2 separate regions of the Drosophila melanogaster genome follow, and region 2 is linked to region 1. A link is a contact called in public Hi-C data. All regions are on one chromosome and are shown on one strand. Each heading gives the region's core, a stretch centred on a gene start, on an enhancer-like site or on the middle of the called end of the contact. The rest is flanking DNA. Distances are from core to core; before and after follow the strand shown. Region 1 holds the start of Roc1a (Regulator of cullins 1a). Region 2 holds the start of CG2712.

The links. Hi-C and Micro-C count contacts between places; a contact is called where the count stands out from the background.
Region 2: a contact with region 1 is called in a Hi-C map of the Kc167 cell line, with 5 times the contacts expected there. The contact joins the promoter of CG2712 here to the promoter of Roc1a in region 1. A contact is called at or near these places in 10 of 107 Hi-C or Micro-C datasets (the Kc167 cell line, the OSC cell line, the S2 cell line and 2 more).

Annotation. Positions count from the first base shown.
Region 1 is chrX:645,431-649,461 of dm6, reverse strand. It overlaps Roc1a (Regulator of cullins 1a), which reads right to left and starts at 2,158. Exons shown (of 3, transcript NM_001297825.1): 1 at 1,937-2,158; 2 at 1,825-1,852; 3 at 865-1,759. The coding sequence starts at 2,014. The coding sequence ends at 1,539. CG13367 reads right to left here. Exons shown (of 2, transcript NM_130495.2): 1 at 3,549-4,031; 2 at 3,076-3,472. The coding sequence ends at 3,264. It overlaps Hmt4-20 (Histone methyltransferase 4-20), which reads left to right. Exons shown (of 3, transcript NM_130497.4): 3 at 1-979.
Region 2 is chrX:2,730,413-2,734,245 of dm6, reverse strand. It overlaps CG2712, which reads right to left and starts at 1,777. Exons shown (of 3, transcript NM_130672.3): 1 at 1,076-1,777; 2 at 761-1,015; 3 at 1-690. The coding sequence starts at 1,681. The coding sequence ends at 46. It overlaps ttm50 (tiny tim 50), which reads left to right and starts at 2,056. Exons shown (of 5, transcript NM_001316628.1): 1 at 2,056-2,456; 2 at 2,529-2,712; 3 at 2,769-3,297; 4 at 3,357-3,480; 5 at 3,540-3,833. The coding sequence starts at 2,198. The coding sequence ends at 3,730.

The DNA of each region.
Region 1 (4,031 bases), core at 909-3,408:
CAGCAGCACCACCACCACCACCACCACCAGCAATTTGATAGTTAAACGGCTAAGAATAGAGTTAAATCGCATTCAAATCATGTACAGTTGAGAACTAACCGACCTAAACAGCGGACGAGCAGCCCAGGAGCCACTGTGAATCAGAATGGGAGGATTTAGGACGCAATTAGCAGAGGTTTTAGACGCCTTGCATCCGAAACCCAACTTAGCTTTACACCAAGCAAGCCCCTCTGTTTGTTGCAAGATAATGAAACAACCACATATTCGAGGATACTTGGGACTCCCACCCCACAATAGCCAACAAGAAAACAATAGCGCAGCAGCGGCAACCAGAACAGCAATATATAAATAATAACATATATGCATGGTGTATATACAAGATATACGAGACAAACTTAATGTTAATTACTACAAAGCGAGCTGGTTGAAGAGACCGAAAGGAGGAGGAGCTTACACTTTCACATACATATAACAATAACAATGTATATAAACCAAAAAGCGGGAAATTTAATTATAAAGCAAGCGAAAACAATTGAACAGAAGATTCAAATAAAACGCTAAATACAACTCGATACAAGTGGTGGTTCAAGTGGTTCGACGGACCATGCAATCTGGTTTAATTCACATGAATCTGAATCCAAAACAACTCGCACTCCCTGCCCTTCGTTTTATTGCCAGCTTATTGTTTATTTTGTTCTCTGTGAAATTTGGTTTTTAAAAGGCGACAGATAGAAAACTACAACTAAACCATCACAACCACACACACACACGAAGCAAATTCGATGATTTTTTAACGACATAATTATTTTTTGTTTACCTATAAGTTTAGTTAGTAGCTTATGCAATTAAACATTAATCATATTTGATATATACCATATACTTTATTCATATCTGTAACTAATGTGTATTATTTTCTAAGCTGCCGCGGCCGCAAAACATTCATAATAAACTAAAAAGAACATTTAGTTTTTACAAACGCAGCTCTTTCTTTGCATCGACTGATTTTGATTTGTTTTTACGAAACTACTTTCATATATCTGAACAACCTGATCTGGAGCTGGTCATGACGCATATAGTTAAGCAAAACTAAACTAGTTTGAACTAGCCAGATCCTCTTCAAATGCCATCCAAGGATAACTAAGCAGAGCTACATTTATGGAACCCAATGACCCAATCATATTTTTTGCCAGTCATGAGTTATATACTCTGAAAATTTAGGCACGACTAGCTAGTGGATTTCGCGGTAAGATGCCATCGTCACAGTGAATATAGACTCCAAAGGGTGAAAGGTAGAAACATCCGTCTAGTCTTCTCCATCTTCTACAGCTTTTATTTAACGCGTTACAAAAAGGTGCGCTTCCCGGGGAGTCTCGGAAATCGGTAACTGTGCTCCTAAAGGCTACCAGTTCACTCGAATCGCCCCACTAGCTTAAGATCTAAAAAGGTATTCAAATGTCCAGATGAAGCAGGCCTCCATCATCTAGCTTGCGGGAAGTGCTGCTCCCTCCATCTGGTGGGTCTTGGGGGTTTTGTAGATTTTAGTGGCCGTACTTCTGGAAATCCCACTCGCGGTTGTCCAGTGGGCATACCTGGCGCGTCTTTAGCCAGCGAGAGATGCAGTGGAAATGGAAGGCGTGGTTGCAGACGCCCCAGGCCACGGTGCACTCCTCGCTAGTGGCGGACGCCTGGTTCGCCTGACACTCGATGCACAAGTCCATGATGTGGTTGCGGCAGATGGCGCAGTTGTCCACCACGATGTCTGCATCGAAATGGAATGCGGTTAATCCCCCGACTCGGAGCACTACAATTCGCATTACTACTTACCCCAGGCCCACAGAGCCACGGCGTTCCACTGTTTTCGGCGAAGCGGAAAGGATGAAGTGTTACCATCAGTACATTCATTGACAATGACCCTGCTTTTTTGCTGACCACTTACCTTCTTCACCTCAAAGCGCTTCTTATCGCCCTTGCTGCTGCTGGAGGGAACCTCGTATCCATCCTCGTCGACTTCCATGGTGGAAATACACCTATTTATCCTGACAAAACTCTCGCAACACAAATGCAATTTTCACAACTAACGTAGTTTTGGCTTTTCTGTCCCTATCCTTTTCGTTTTAATAGAAAACCACTCGCAGTGAGGCTCAAGCAGTGTGACCGCCGCTTTTTCTCGTAAAGGTGGCGAAACATCGATGCCAACATCGATGGCGTCGATGGTATCGATGGTATTTACTGCACATCGGAGAAGATATGTGTATATATTGTAAGTATAAATTGTAAGTTCCATATTTTTTAATAGAATTATTAATAACATATCGCAAATTTAGTGTGACTTGCTGGTGGTGTTGGCTGATGTCCTGAAAGACGTGGATAAATATCTGAAATTTAAGTTTTTAACTCCTGAATAAGGAGGGATGAAGACGTAGACGACAATAAGTTTATGTTTAGTTAAAATACTGCCTTTTTTATTTAGTCAATATTAAAAAAGAAAATAATATTTAAATTAAACAGATAATTTTTTTGTTTTTATTTAAAACATCGATGTTTAGAACAACATGTTTAAAGAATATGTTTAAGACTTTGATATTTTTCGCCAAATCGGAAACATCGATGTTTCTCCACCACTATTTTCTCGTCTAATTCAATAACGATTCCGATTCGTGTCGATAACCTTTTGGTATCTTAATCAAAATTTTTAATGTTTTGTTTATGGTATACCGATCAAATTGCAAAAAAGTAAAATCGAAGAAAAATCAAAACATTTTTCAAAAGTATATGCGTGGCAGTTTTGGGCGGTTTGTGGGCGTGGGAATTAGTTTTTTGCAATTCAAACAGGACTTATAACAAAATTTTAAAAATATCAAAACATTTTTCAAAAGTGCGCGCGTAGCGTTGGACGACACTAAACTGGGCCACATGGGTCAACAAACTTGCGCTGCGACTGTCTGTTTTATAGTTCCTGAGATTGAGGCGTTCATACGGTCAGACGGACATGGCCAGTTCGACTCGGCTATTGATCCTGATCAAGAACATATGTTTATACATGTATACTTTATAGGTCGGAAACGCTTCGTTATCCATAATTACAAAATTGTATTTTATTCATTAATTGCTGATTGAGTTCAGTTGGTACTACAGTACATCAAGTACTTTTTGAATTATTTTCTGTTCGGCAAGTAGCCCGTTTACGAAGAGTAAAAGTTGCAATAAATTAGATTTTTCAAATTCAGGGCTCCGGCCATCCTGCCCTTGAGCCACCTCTTCTGCTAGGAGGCACCGCCCGCTTTGTGGCCACTGCCCTTTTCCCGCTTGACTATCGGCAGCCGCGTCCAGATGTAGCCGCCCGATCTCTGGGCAGTGTACTCATCCACGTCCGGCAGGGGAAACGGGGTGCTCCGGTCGAAGTAGTAGTTGCTGGGAGCATGCATCACGAACTCTAGGTAGCAGAGCTTCCGGGACAGCTCCTCATCGGGTCCTGCAGGCACGGGAGTTAAGCAAAAATACAATTTAAAAAACTTTGGGTAGCAGGCAGGAGGACAGGACTGACATACCGATTAGGTAGGTAGGGGGATCGAAGCCCTCCTGGGGATCCGGACTGTCCTGCGTGGGAATCAGCCAGGTGAGGAAGGCGGACTTCTCGCAATAGGCGTCCACAAGCAGACCGCGTATCTGGGCGTAGTACAGATTCTGCTCGCTGTCCACAATGCTGACGATATCCCCGATTTGTATATAGCTGCCCTTGTGGAAAAGGCTTCTCACGAACCTGGTGCTCGCCTGCACCTTGGGAGTTTTCTGTGCTGGTTTCTTGAAGAGAGCGCGGCGATTACGGGCTCCAGTGGCCCCGCCTGTGCCCGCTGGACCGGACTTCCCATGCTTGTTGGTATTACTGGGATGGGCGCCAGCGCCCGCGAGGTGCACGGAGCTGCCGGTGGAACCATTCGCCCCGCTATTGTGGCCATTTGACTGGCTACTGCCGCTTCCGGGAGTGCCCTTGCCCGTTTGCTTGGCCTTGAAGCGCGTGCTCTTTCGCAGAC
Region 2 (3,833 bases), core at 528-3,027, 2.1 Mb before region 1:
ATGTCCCGATTTGTACATTAAGCCGATAGTATAAGCGATCTAGCTTCAGGTCTCCACATTCTCGTCCTGCTCCTCCAGTTGGACACCCACTTCATGCTCGGCCCGCCTCCGCTGTCTGCCCGCCTTGTGCGACTGGCGATGGATGGCGAGTGAGATGCGGCGCTTGAAGGACTTGCCGCACTGCTCACAGCCGAACGGTCGCTCGCTGCTGTGGACGAGCATGTGGCGGTTGAGCTCGGATGTGCTGCCGAAGCTGCGCTTCTGGCACACCGGGCACGGGTGGGGCTTCTCCTGGCTGTGGCAGCGCTTGTGGGCAATCAGATTGCTCGAGTAGCGGAAGCGACGGCCGCAAATGTCGCAGCCGTGCGGCTTCTCGCCCGTGTGGGTGAGCATGTGCTTCTTGTAGCCCGACTTCTGTGTTAGCCTCTTGCCGCAGATGCTGCACTCGAATGGCTTGATTCCGCTGTGGATTAGAAGGTGTGTGCGCAGCGAGGACGCCTGCCGGTAGACCTTGAAGCAGGTGGGGCACCTGTTCGGATTGTTACGATCGTGCAGCGTGACATGGCCGTCGCGGGCGTTTCGCGTCTTAAAGGACTCTCCGCAGATTGTGCAAACGTAGGGCGTGGCCGTGCCATGTAGCTGCATATGGTACTTGAAGGAGTTGTTGGTGCTTAGTTGCTTGCCACAGATCTAAAGGAATGGAGGGAGAATTGATGACCTTCGGCTTTGAGTTATTTGCGAGCTGCGATGACCAACTTACTTTACACTGTAGGGAGGGATTGAGGGGTTTCCAAGGCCGGCTTCCACTGGGCAAAGTTTTCTGCGTCGCCGAAGTCTGTGCTGATTTCTCCACAATCTCGTAGACATCTTCGCCAGCTTTGGCCTGCAAAACGGGCTCCACTTGGAGGCACTCTTCAATGCAGTGGTCGTTGTCTTCTTGGCGAATTTTTGGCTGGCCATGTAGCCTCATGTGGTACTGAAAGGTCCGCTTCCTAGCCAGTTGTTTGCCGCAAATCTGCCGAAGATGGGAAACTATTTCGTGATTACTTACTTCTAATTCGGAAAGGCAACTCACGGGACATTGCAGCGCTGGCTCGGATCTTTCTAACCTGCTCCTACGTTGCTCCGGATCCGGATCGTCGACAATCTCGCAGAGATCGTCTTCGTGCTGTTCCAGTGCAATATCCAGCCTCTCCTCCTGTACAATTGGCGCTTCCAGCCGGCTCTCCGCCTCATCTGATTCTACGACCAGGAGTTGCTCCTCATCTCGTATCGTTTCTGCTGGATATTCAGTCACTTCCTGGTCATCGAGCACGAGTACAAAATCCTCCGGAATCTCGGTTGACAGCCTGGCCCTAGTATTCACCGCGCTGATCTTTTTGCTGCGGCAAAAGTCCGCATGACTCTGCCGCAGAATTCTGTCCATGCGATGGACACTCCGCTTGAATTCCAGCGAGAGCCGCAACTTGGCCACGCAGTCCGGGCAGATGTGGTGGGGCAGGAAGAGCTCCGCCTCTAGGATCTCCAGACCGCTGCAGTAGCTTAAAATGCTGGCCAGCGTCGCTGGTTTGCCGGAAATTGGATCGTCGAGCGGTTTGAAGAGCGGCAGGCAGCGCGGCGATGCTGTGTGGCACACGCGGCACAAGGCGTCCATGGGGGACGGCGGCGACATGGTCGTCATGGATTGAACTCGACAGTAGATAATACACGTTTAAATAAATAACTTAATTTAGCGTCCCGAACAGTGATGCCAAAGTCCAGCTGATGCGTTAGTGGTGGCACTCAAAATAGCTAGCCAGGCACATCAGCTTGGAAGTGACCAGAGGCACAGTGGCTTGGTGGTTGGTCAAAGGTTGTGTATTTCCATATTATTTAAAATATTTTAATTTAAAATTTTCTTAATACTGTGATTAGTCAGATTGCCGGAGGCAACATATGTACACACGCAGTTATCTGCAAAATCCCGCCAGATTTGGCTTGAAAATCGCCGATCTATACCTGCTGAGAGCCACGTGCTAAATGTACTAACGCCTGGTGCCGCCTGGCAGTGGACAGTATATAAAATCCCTAACGCCAACGCCGTGCCGGTGGGAAGTTGAAATTTTTGTTGGAATTTTTTATAAGTAAAAAGTCGCTGCCATCCGAGCAGGACTCGTGAACGGCTCTAGGACTCGATATCGGGAAGGAAGGGGGAAGCATGAGCATGAGCATGGCACCGGCCACCGTCCTCCAGTTGCTGCGCGGCCTTAGCACGCCGCGTCTTCTTACCCACATCCACCAGCACCGCGCATTGGGTAATCACTACCACCACTACCACCAACACTACCAGCACCAGCACCACCTCCTCCACCACCAGCAGCAGTACCTCCGACTATTCACTTGCACAGCACTGCCAGCGGCTGCTCCGGCGCTCTTCTCGATCCTGCACACAGCGCGTGGCTACAGCAGCACAACCAGTAAGTGATTCACGGTAGAGTCCTAAACAGTAGAGTCCTAAACATTCATCCTTGGCCACTTTCGTTTCGCAGAGCAGGAAGCTGGAGCCACTGGCCCCAATGATGCGCCCGAGGTCGCACCGAATGCCCCGCTGCTGGCCAAGCTCTTTCCTCAGACCTCGCCGGAGGTGGACAGCAACGCCGAGCAGGAGCGCAAGAAGCGCGAGGAGGAGGAGGAAAAGGAGAACGAGCGTGCCTGGAAGCGCATGAAGCTGGGGTAAGCTGACGCCCATTCAATGCGTAACAGTATTATAACAATACTTCCTGCTGCAGCTTTGCAATATTCGGAGGCAGCGCCGTGGCTGCTGGATTCTGGGCCGTCTACGAGTTCGGCAAGCCCGAGGTGGACCCCAACGGGCAGCCCATCGAGGACGAGTTCACACACAAGCCGCTGGTACAGCAGTATCTGCAGCGGATGTGGAAGAGCATTCACTACTATCAGCGCATGATCCAGGAGCCGTCGCGCGCCAAACTGCTGCCCGATCCGCTCAAGCCGCCGTACGTGCAGCCGCGCTACACGCTTGTGCTGGAGATGAAGGACGTGCTGGTGCATCCGGACTGGACTTACCAAACTGGCTGGCGCTTCAAGAAGCGTCCCGGCGTCGACCACTTTCTGGCCGAGTGCGCCAAGGACTTTGAAATTGTCGTCTTCACCGCCGAACAGGGCATGACCGTGTTCCCCATCCTGGATGCCCTCGATCCCAACGGCTACATTATGTACCGCCTGGTCAGGGATGCCACGCACTTTGTGGACGGCCATCATGTGAAGAACCTGGACAACCTTAATCGCGACCTCAAGAAGGCAAGTCATGCACAACGTATTTTCTATTGCAATCATCTATAAAGAAGGGAGTATTTTAGGTGATTGTTGTGGACTGGGATGCGAATGCCACCAAGATGCATCCGGACAACACATTCGGCTTGGCCCGCTGGCATGGCAACGACGATGATGGCCAACTGCTGGACCTTATCGCTTTCCTAAAGAGTAAGTTGCGCCACAAGTGACATTGAAAGCTAAACACTGACCCTTGCAATTCGCTACAGTAATTGCGCAGAACAACGTGGACGACGTGCGCGAGGTGCTCCACTACTATCGCCAGTTCGACGATCCCATCAACCAGTTCCGGGAGAACCAGCGCAAGCTGGCCGAACAAATGCTGGAGGCGGAACGCATCGAGCAGTCCAAGACCAAGCCAATGGTCAAACAGTGGTCGCGCAACATTCTCGGCCGCTAGGAGGCTGGCCATACCGCACAACCCGTTCCATACGCATACCTTAACCTTCCGCCTGCGCCGGAGCAACAAACACGCCCTGCAGCAGCACACTGGCCATATTTTT